Linked DNA regions of Rattus norvegicus: regions 2 and 3 are each linked to region 1. The links are chromatin contacts, called in public Hi-C and HiChIP or PLAC-seq maps. All regions are on one chromosome and are shown on one strand. Each heading gives the region's core, a stretch centred on a gene start, on an enhancer-like site or on the middle of the called end of the contact. The rest is flanking DNA. Distances are from core to core; before and after follow the strand shown. Region 1 overlaps LOC103693508 (a long non-coding RNA gene). Region 2 has its middle 130 kb from the start of Mir3588. Region 3 overlaps LOC103693508 (a long non-coding RNA gene).

Region 1 (3,506 bases), core at 267-2,766:
ATATCCTCCCTGAATCTTTCAAAGGCATCTTTCATGCCGCACAGGCAACCCACAGTCAGTAAGAGAACAGAAAGAACACTTCTCTCATGTGTCAATCTCAGCAAACTTGCATAGCAGCTGTGCTAGGTGGTGATGGGGATTATCACAAGACCCAATTGCAGGGTTTTGCCTGCTGGAAGAGACACCCCAGCCTCTCAGGGGACCACTTTGCTGGAGATGGTGGCAATAATGCATCTCCGTTGCTAGTGGATATTGTGGCCATGTAGTACAAAATTGGTGCTAGATAAAAATCAGAAAGTAATAAAAATGCAAAGAGGAAAACTGGGAGGTCTGGTTTTGTTTCGAAGTCTCAAAGAGGGAGAATAAAACAAATGTGCTAGGTTTGTTGCGTTTACAGTAAAGAAAACATTAGATATGCCTTTAATGAAGCAAACTCTCGGGGCAGGGCATTCAGTCTTCCCGTCTGAGAACCGTTTGGTTGCGTTGAGAAATAAAGTTGCAAAGTAAGCATGTTCAGACCTTTATTTGCTATTTTTTGTAGTTCTCTCTCTCTCTCTCTCTCTCTCTCTCTCTCTCTCTCTCTCTCCTCCCCCTCCTTCCCTTCCTCCCTCCCTTTCTCCCTCCCTCCCTTTCTCCCTCCCTCTCTCCCTCTCTCCTCTGAGCCAGAGTTTTCTGTGCAAATGAAGCAGGCGTTGTAAGAATGAGATTCACTTTGGACGACTCTTCACATTCCAAGTCATGACTGCGTTAAGCAGCACAATCCCATCTCTGGTTGATGGGCAGAAAAAGTGGGCAGCTTGCCAGGTAGACGTTTCCATGACTCCCAGCCCCCAAAGGTGATGCGTTTTTCAGCTAATTCAATGAAGAGTGGGCTGAACTTTGGGTCTAAACGAGACAATAGCTGCCTTCGCAGTATCAGCAGAATGGTTGATGGGAATGCGCTCACTCTACATTTGGCAGAGAATCATGTGACCTGACGGCTGAGATTTTGTGATGGTGCCAACGGAGACTTGGAAGCAGCAAACTGGCCTGACTTTTTTCTTCTTTTCTAGCAAGGATCAGAAAATGGTGGATCTTAATACTTGACTTTAGCCAGACTCAGCAAGCAACTGAGCTTTGAAGCACAACTTCGCCTTTATTCTGGGCTTTTGGCAGGCCACCAGGAGGCTGTCCCTTTCACGCCTGATAAATTCTGCTGCTTATCTCGAAAGAGAGAGAGAAAAGGAAAATAATAACAGAATATTGAGGCATAACAAGTGAATCCTAAAATTGTATGTGCTTTTTCTTCTTTTTCCTTCTCTTTTTTAACCTTTTCTGACTGCTGATTTTTAAAAATTTTATGTTAATACCCCTTTTTTGGTTATTGAAGAATTCAAGTAGTTGGGGTTATTTATTTATGTATGTATTTGGTTTATAATGAACAGGCGTTTGAACTGGTCGAACAGGACTACGGAGCAGTGAGCATGAGATCATTGTAGCCGAGTAGCAAGCTGGCACCCAGCCTTTCCACCCCTTCGCTTCGGGAGACGAACGTGTGCAAACCTCATTCCTCAAGTCAGCACAGCCTGGAAGGCTTCTGGGTCTCTCCCACCTTCTACCATTCTGCTGCCAGTGGATGGCAACGATTGGTGCAGATTCTGCGCAGTGCTTTGTGCCTGGAATACGGACAAGGAAGAGAAGGAAGACAAGCCCTCTGGACCTCCTTCTCTGAGAAATACCAGGAGCCCTGAAGAAACTGCAAATAAAAACCCAAACCAAACAAAAACCTGAGCTGCTCAGTATTCGCAAGAGTGCTGAAAAATACTGATAATAATGAGATATGGCTGCGTGAAAACAAAAACAAACAAAAATGCAAACCAAGACAAACAGACAAACCAAAAGGAAAAAAAAAGCAAACTTTGGTTTGTCTAACTCCTGAGACACCGGCCTTCGTTAAGCAGCTTTGAAAACAACACAATCCAATGAGCCTTCTTTGCTTTTATTTATTTATTCTTATTATTATTTCAAAAACAATGGCCTAAGAGCAGTACATTGCACTTGGTGAACCCGCACTTTCATATCAGGTATAACTTTTTTTTTGTTTCTTTTTATGCTTTCAGTTACATAGATCAGGGTCCTTGCAGTTTCAGTTTATTCTCATTAACTCATTACCCACTTTCTACTTTTTTCTTTTGCTTTCTTACTCTAATCGTGATTAGCATAGACACTAAACTAAAATTAGAAAACGATAAACATATAGCTCCTGCTTTGGTTGTGCACAGAAGTTTTAGGCAGACTGTGGTGTGTGTTATCTCTGATTTTTGTGTCCAGTAATGTATTTCGTGGGCTTGGGAATCGGTAGTACAGAAAGCAAAACCTATTTTGTGACTCCTAATTTGAAATGGAAAAAGAAGGGATCTCTCCAATTCTAAGAAGAGATCTCGCTTCAGAAATGCATCCATAGACTGCTAAAAAAATAAATTGACTTTTTCACACTGGTTGCAGTAGAAGAGAAATGGGGATAAAAAGAGTGTATGTATTCTCCATTGCGATGTAAAAAGTAGCTTGTTTCTTAATAATTCTACTTCTAAAAATACAAGGAGAAGAATTTGCCCTAAAGCAGTTGCGAAGTGTTGGACGCTGCCCTTCACTGCTGCGGTGGGGAAAGTCTGTACAAACTTGCTTCAAGTTCAGAGTTTCTTTGGCTCGGCAGGTGAAAACATTGCATTCTAATTATTTTGTCTATTTGTAGAAGGAAATTGCTGAGCAAGTTCAACATCTTGTAACAAAATGCAAGGTTTTTTTTTCTTAGTGGGAAGGACTAGATGATATATTCTTTTTTTAATTTTTTAAATGTTTCTAAACATGCAGGAAAATCTCTGAAAAGGAAAAAAAAACGCTTTGGGATATACAATGTGTATCAATCAAGATTACAATTTTCATCCTAAGAACTGACATAAGAGTATCTGTGATAAGTAACCATAATTGTTATGTTTTAAAGTTATATTTCATGATATCATAAACATGTAGGATAAACAAAGGGAAATATTATACAGCTGGTCAATTCTGTCTTCTTTTGGGTTATATTGTAGAAAAAAGAATCAAGCGTGACCCAGACCTATACACAGATAACATTTTGAAGCAATGTTTTATTGACTTTATTGCTTATTCACTAATTATTTGCAGATTGGCTGTTCTTCCTCCGTTGTTAGTGGAAAGCCAACTTTCAAAGGCTTAATTAATATTGATAAACATGTTTTCATGTTTCGTGATCCTTTAGTTAAAAAAACATTATTTTGAATGTTATTTTAGGAGCCATTAATCTCCGCACTCTTAATTATCTTATTAAGCTCCATGCCAACACCAAAGGTCTTTTCAGCTTTCACCCCTTCATTGTGAAGGACCTAGTCGCTTCCGTAAGAGCTACATCCTTTCACTTTCAGAACTCTTCCTGTGAAAGCAACACCAACCAGAAGGAACATGTAGCTGCAAACTGTGAAAGCACTTCTGTGTCATATGAGTATCCC
Region 2 (3,677 bases), core at 863-3,362, 180 kb after region 1:
CTTTAAAAATTATTCAAATATTTTCTTTTCATACACAAAATACGGTCATCGTATTCTTTTCCTTCTTGCAAATCTTCCCAGATCCTCTCTACCTTTCTACCCACCCATTCTATGTCTGATGTGTCTCTCAAAAACAAAGAATAAATAAACAAAACCCAATAAAACAAAAGATACCCAAACAAACACGTAACTGTGACCACTTGCACACACGTGTGCACACACACACACACAGACACAGACACACACACACACACACACACACACACACACACACAAATAAATATCATGGTGTCTTTTTGTATGTTGGCCAACCACTCCTGTACATGGGATCTGTCTTGTAGTCTGGTTGATATACCCCAGTGACATTCCATTGGAAGAAAATGATCTTTCTTTCTGAGCAGGTATCATTTGCAAATAACTTTCCTGTCAGGGATGGTGATTAATGCTCGCTTACTCTTCTCAGTGTTGGAGTTGTCTAGATTGAATTTGTGCAGGTATTTTATATGTTGTCCTAGACACTATAAGTACACACACGCGTGCACACACACACACACACACACACACACACACACACGTGTGGAGGGGGAGCTTTTTGTGGATGATATTGTTTTCTTGTCATCCATTGCTTCTGGTTTCCAAAGGCTTCTCAACTTATCTTCTGTGTAGATCCCTGAGCCTAAAGGAAGGAGTGCTCCAAGGTCTGTTACACGTTCTGCACATGGTCATGTTGTGGGTTTCTATGTGAATCATCATCTCTGCCAGGAAAACATTCTCTGATGAGATTAAGTGGTGTAGAGATAAATGCTGTAGCAATATGACATTCGGAGTCATTTTATTGTTATGCTCCCTTCCTATAATAATCATAATATAATAATGAATGAGGCATCGCTCATTCATATTGTCCTAAGTAAGGAAGAACATTGCATCACAGAAGTTGGTGGGAGATGAGGTGGTTTCATAAGTCTTTTTGTTCTAATATCAGTTCCCCCAGCCACTTCCAGTCTAGTCCTTCATGTAGGGAAGGTGGGATAATGTCTAATGCTCACTTCGACATCCTGACTTCTGCCTTGATATCTCTCTTGTTATACTTTGGTTGTCATTGAAAATTATGCTAGCCAGGAATCCTATTCTTCACCTCCAAGTTTGACTGCATCATTTGCTAGGCCAAGTACAAGATGATGTTCAATGATGGTCTTCTCCTACGATTTATCAGGAACTGCAAGACATTGCCACCAAAGCATGAAAATGATCCCATTCTATGTGTCGTCCTCAGTGATGACAGCTACATGTCCACAGAGCCTGTTCTAGAAAACAGAAGAATATCATTGTTCACTCTTTCTTTTTTCCTCGTCTGTCATACTACCTCTATCAGATGTCCCCGTGTGGTAAGTGGCACACTGAGATTCTTAACCAATCTTTACTAAAAATCTTTACCCACTGTGACACTTTAGTTCATTGCTCAGAATTTATCTCCCATTGCAGCATAATCCAAAAGAAACAAAAGCATCCTTCTTCAAAGTTAACTGGCTTCCTTACCCCCCCAAAAAATAAAAATCTCCTAAATGGATATGAAAAGATATGAAAAAATTGGATGACAGAAAAAATGCTAGATCAAATTTAGAAACAAGAAAATATTCATAAACAGTAATTAAAAAGAAATATTTTACTTCTAATATTTATTTCAGAAATGTTCTGTCCATGATTTTAGACAATTTCACTTAATTAAACAAAGCAAAATATACCAATACCATGTAAAATACCACCACCTGTACCAGTGGCTGCTTTGGTTTTGCTTTGAGAAAACAATAACAGAGCAATGAGACAAAGGAAAAAAAATAAACAAGAAAGCTCCTTACTCGGGTATGTAGAGAGAGCGATCCATCAAATCTCTAATGCGTGCTATTATTTCCATTACGGTACTGTGTAGTGAGAGAAAAATAAGACATTTCTCAGAAGGGGGAGGTTTGCCTTTCTAATTCAATAGCACAGAAGCTAGCAACCCCGAGGTAAGATTCAGCAGGAGCTCCTCGTCAGTCCCGAGATGCAGACACTGCACACATCATCCATCTCACCGACACACACGGGGCCTCATTGTGGGGCTGCCAGACACAGTAGGCTGGAGGAGAATGTCACAGAATACAGAAAAGGAGGCAATGCGCTGGGATCATTACGGCTTCCATCTAGGAACAGTGCCACAACACGGTTCTGAGATAATTATTCAGAAATGAAGAGGAATCTTGCCCGTGGCCATCGCGATCAACACAGGTGCTTAAAGAGTTAAGGGAACCGGAAACTGTGTGCCAACCCTGGGAACGGTTTTGGTATAGTTTGGTATAGGTGCTGAATCATTTTTTTCAGGTTTATATTCCACCACCTTCTATTCCTCTAATTCTACACACACACACACACACACACACACACACACACAGAGAGAGAGAGGGGGGGGAGGGGAGAGGGAGCAAATAAACGACAGCAGCTGAAAAACAGCAACAAAACTCATGAAAGCCTGCTTAATAGACACGACATTATTGGGAAAGGTAGTGAAAATGCAACGCATAGGTAGAGGGAGATCGAGTATAACACATGGAGCAATTCCGTCCCAGGTACATGCCTCAGGCTTCCGCTCTGAAAGAGTAATAACAGAGTAAAACACAAGCAATCTGGAACAGGCTGTCCCTGTGTGGGCAAATGGATTTACACAGGTAAACACAGCCAAATGCAAGGAACAATGTAAGGACGTTTGAGACTTTGTGTCGTGGAAAAGATTTTAGGCTAGCTTCGAATATGGAGCACTTGCAGTTAACCCCTGTGTGGCCACTCAGAAGAATTACATGGTTTACTGTTAAACCCCGGGGACCTCGAAATCTATATAATGTCCTTGCTTCCTTTAAAAGGAGCCCATACTCTGCATACAAAGATCCTTGCCTCCCTCACACACTTCCTGCCTTTCATTTAAAGCAGAACTTCCTTGAAGGAAGAAGACAATTAGTGCAAAATCCATCAGAAGGCGCCTCAACCTGTCCTGCCGTCTCCAGCCAGGAACTCTCTGGAAGGAGGCCATTTAACACTCATTATTTGCTTAGGCCATGGCCTATTTTTCCAGGCTGTTGTATAAGTCAAATCCATTACTTCGTTTCTCATAGCCTCTCCACAAAACACAAAAGCAGACGGATCTTCCAAACTCAGACAGAGTATTGCGCACAGCCAAGTGGGCTGAAAGCACAGGCTGCCAAGTTGGCCGGCACAGCTCCACGAGTTACTCTCTTTCCAGAGCTTCAGCGACAACAAAGGCTGACCGCATCAAAACGGATGCAAGGGGCCTTATATGTTTCTGCGTAGATAGAATCCTGACTCGCTGAGGCAGACAAGAGATGTGTTAGTGTGGTCTGGACACCAACATTTGCACATAAATAAATCTGAGCGAGAACAACTTCATGTTGAGGAGACACGAGGTGGGATGGCTTAAATCCTCATGACGCTCAAGTCTTTCATGCTCACAGGAGGATCTTGGGTCACACTCTGCAGACTGTTCTTCATAGGCAGTGATTATTACACCGACGTGAAATAGCTTCTTTTCTGAGTGTTTACAAAGGTCCTGGCGTTGTGATAAGTCTTGTACGTGGATCATCTACCTCTCGCTGTAACTTTGGAGTTACTCTGAAGCTAGAGGGGAGAAT
Region 3 (3,450 bases), core at 169-2,668, 190 kb before region 1:
TACGATCCCAAGACAGACATACACAAAATAAACACTCACGAGCCACAGAGACATAGGCTTGCTGCTTTTCTTTCTAGCTTTTTTTGTTGTTGTTTTTGTTTTTTTTTTATGAGCTTATGTATTCTTCCACAAAATTCAGCTTGTAAGTAATCCTGCTCTACTTCAGGCTAGATGAAAAGGGTTCTCATTGTGAATTATATTTCATCTGTCACAATAACTGTCTTTATTCCGCCACGGTCCTCCCCGTTGCCTTTGGCAATTAGAGGAAATATGTGTGCCTTTAAGTATGAACTACTGGTTTCTTCAAATCAAACCAAAACACTCCTGATGACCCGGGCAGACAATGCTCTGTAATCACCGTGCTGGAGAAATGCACCCGAGACATCCTGAAGTTAAGAGTTTCACAAGGGCACGGTGAAATCCTGCCTTCGCCAACGAGCAGGTGGCCTAAGTCTCATTAGCCTAAACATCAGCTGTTGGGGAACAGCAAGGAAATTTCAGTTATATTTTTAAAAAATGAAGTGCAATCACCTTTTAGTTACTTTTCAGTTAAATCATGCCGGAAGACAGATATTACGAATATATTCCATATACTAAATCATAATAATTTTATTTTTTATTTGTACTCTCTTAAGCACAAAAGAAATTATGTGCCTTTAAGTATATCCCAACACTTCCAAATAATATTTTTGCTGATGTTTAAAGTAGGAGAAAACAAAGAAAACAAATTCCTTTTAAATAGAGTTTACCAAACACTTTCGTTCAGCTTAAAAATCAATGTGATTATCCGGTTTACTTACTCTTGTAAATCACTGAAATCACCTTGAGAGGCTCAAGTTCACCTTTCTGGATTGAGCCTATGAAATAACAGACACCATCAAGTCGTCCCCGTAAAAGGGTAACTTAGCTAGTCAGCTTGATAGAGTGTAGTAAAAGTTAGCCCACTTCTACCTAGGAAGCTACAAAAAGACCTAAGACAGCTAGCTACAAATGAAAACAAACAGAGGACAGGAGGGGGGGGGGAGTTCCGTTTTCACACCAAAACAAAATCCGTGCTGGTACAGTATCCCAAGCAGTCTCCAGAACAGCTGGATAAAGGCATACAAATAATTTAAACCAACCCAAAATTCATCGAGTCTGAAGAAAGAAAGAAAGGGAAAAAAAAAAAACAACTTGAGACTAAAATGAAAACCTTTTGGCCCACAGCACAGGTTGGGCACAAAAGTGCTGGCTAAGCTATCTGTTTCACACATGCAACGACAGAAGGTTCGATATTCATTCGATCGATGAGTGAAAAGGCACAATGGCAAAATCAGACAGACTTCTTTTCAAATACGGATCTCCAATGTCCCCCTCCAGTCTGCAGCTGCACGGCTGGTGGTGTGGCTCAGACGGAGCAAGGGTTACATCAAGGCTGCTCTCTGGACCGTGCAAGCAGTCTAGACCAATGGCCTGCAGCATCATGCCCTTTGAAGAAGAGGCAAGTTCGGTCATGATGAAGAAGAATCGAGGCGTACCCCCTTTTAACAATAGGCAGCAGCTTGGAGGCTGCAAAGAGGTAAGCAGGGTAAGGAGAAAACAGCATCTGCTTCCATGGTTACAGGCCAACTATGAGAACCTTGCTTTTCAAGGGAGTCTGTTCTCAGGCTCCCTTGTGGGGTGCGCTGTGCATTGTAAGAGAAGGCAGGTTCAGCTGAAATCGCAGAGTTATTTCAGAGTAAAATGATATGGAGCGCACGGCTGGCGGGGGTGGGGTGGGGGCAGGAAACAAGTCACATGACTTAAGAACAAGACTTGGGCTGTTTTGAAATAGAATCTTTTTTTTCTTATAGCAATTTAGATAAAAAGTAGATGTGTATAAAACCAACAGCAGTGACAAACATGCTCTTAATTTCTTTAGTTTTATGTGATCAAAGGTCAAGGGTCAAGACACTCTTCTCCCAGGGGCAGGACCTGAAAGCCTGAAAGCCTATTGTTAGTGTAGCTTTATGATGATGTATATTGTTGTAAAAGATTCTCTCTCTCTCTCTCTCTCTCTCTCTCTCTCTCTCTCTCTCTCTCTCTCTCTCTCTCTCTCTCTCTCTGCCAGACCGTAACCTGAATGTATGTACATTTTTCTGAATGTCTCTGACTTTTATTTTCTCTGATGTCATAAGCAATATTTTCTCATTTTATCTTCAATTCTGTGGCTATATCCCGTTGGAAAACCTACTAGGCTTGGGCAGAACCTTCCTCAGTACAGTGTTAGTATTTTAACAGAGCGAAAGGACTCTCCTGTCCTTACAAATGTGCTCACAGACAATTCAAATCGGTAGCAAACAAACCCACAGTGTCTGGCAATTGTTCTTTTCTTACTGTTCTGGTCTTTGTATTTCACTCGCCCCGTCTTGGTTCAGTCATTCTGTGGGTGCAGATGTTAAGTTTTCCTTTCTGTGAGAAGAGAATCTAACATTTGGAACTAAGGAAACCCCAGCAGCTACGGACAAACGTTTAACAAACATGAAATAAGGTGGATTCTGTATCGTTAGCGAGATCCTCAGTAGCCACGCAAAACACAGATGTACACATACTACAACAGACAACATATTGATCCCACCAGAGTTCCATGTTGGAGGTCAGGTTCTGTCATTTTTCAATTATGTGCTATAGATATGTCATGCCGTCTATGCTTTGAGCCGTAAAATAAAAAAATAGGGGAATGGAGGAGAGAGTGGTCCAAATGATGATGCACGCGACAACTTCAGATTTATTCTGTAGAGGAGCAAATTGAATTGAGTGTGCCGGGGAGTGATTCCGTCCTTCCTTCCTCAAGAACAGGTCCTCGACATCTGAGGTGGTAAGAAGTACTCCTCTGTGGGCAAGCTAGAAAGGAACGCCATGCGGACCTGAATTTCAAAATTCACTTCAAATACCCACTCCCGCAAAGCATTCTTTTGAAGCTTTACGCAACCAACTCACATGATTCTGACCATTTTAATCTTTTCATCGAGAAATCAGAAAAGTGCGTTTCTAGGGGGTTTCTCTATTGTGGTTCTTGTTCTGAGCTGGGTGCATATAAGCTCATGAGTAAACACGTGTATGCTGCCTGCTTTCTTTGAATAGGTTGAGATTCATCTCTCTTTTTCCCCCTTATTTTAATGTTGAGAAAATATCTGGGGCAAGACATGAACCTTCAAATTAGTACACACAGTGAACATATTACCTTCATGCAACCATATTGTACTTTCTTTATGTAACAGAACAAACATGTTGAGGTATTTCAACATCAGAGAAACTCTGAAGCACCAACTGATCATACTTTCTGCCAAAGGTCAATGGTCAGATGTTTTGTATTAGAAAAACTTACCTGTAAGTTATCCAGAGAAAAATTGAGGAAGCCCAAGTACAGTAAGGCTTGCACATGAAGCCTGTGGGCTGTAGGTAAGGATAAAGAGGCTATCCCATAGTTTC

Evidence for each region. A called contact is a pair of places that touch in the nucleus more often than the background predicts. HiChIP or PLAC-seq counts read pairs in DNA pulled down with a chosen protein or histone mark.
Region 2: a contact with region 1 is called in a Hi-C map of frontal cortex, with 1.7 times the contacts expected there. The contact joins two enhancer-like sites. A contact is called at or near these places in 3 of 12 Hi-C or Micro-C datasets (Schwann cells, frontal cortex and mammary epithelial cells) and 1 of 1 datasets of contacts at active chromatin or transcription factors (oligodendrocytes).
Region 3: an H3K27ac HiChIP or PLAC-seq map of oligodendrocytes shows a contact between it and region 1, with 6 times the contacts expected there. The contact joins two enhancer-like sites. A contact is called at or near these places in 1 of 12 Hi-C or Micro-C datasets (frontal cortex) and 1 of 1 datasets of contacts at active chromatin or transcription factors (oligodendrocytes).

Annotation. Positions count from the first base shown.
Region 1 is chr11:29,682,000-29,685,505 of GRCr8, forward strand. LOC103693508 (a long non-coding RNA gene) reads left to right here. Exons shown (of 9, transcript XR_010056223.1): 6 at 1-1,271; 7 at 1,425-2,063. Among named protein-coding and RNA genes, the nearest start is that of Mir99a, 3.6 kb to the right of the region's middle. Within about 2 kb of position 1,517, at least 58 of the 93 cell types and tissues checked have an H3K27ac peak or open chromatin away from gene starts, as enhancers often do.
Region 2 is chr11:29,862,644-29,866,320 of GRCr8, forward strand. No RefSeq gene overlaps it. Among named protein-coding and RNA genes, the nearest start is that of Mir3588, 130 kb to the left of the region's middle. Within about 2 kb of position 2,113, at least 51 of the 93 cell types and tissues checked have an H3K27ac peak or open chromatin away from gene starts, as enhancers often do.
Region 3 is chr11:29,496,458-29,499,907 of GRCr8, forward strand. The region is part of intron 3 of LOC103693508 (a long non-coding RNA gene); the gene reads left to right. Among named protein-coding and RNA genes, the nearest start is that of Mir99a, 190 kb to the right of the region's middle. Within about 2 kb of position 1,419, at least 50 of the 93 cell types and tissues checked have an H3K27ac peak or open chromatin away from gene starts, as enhancers often do.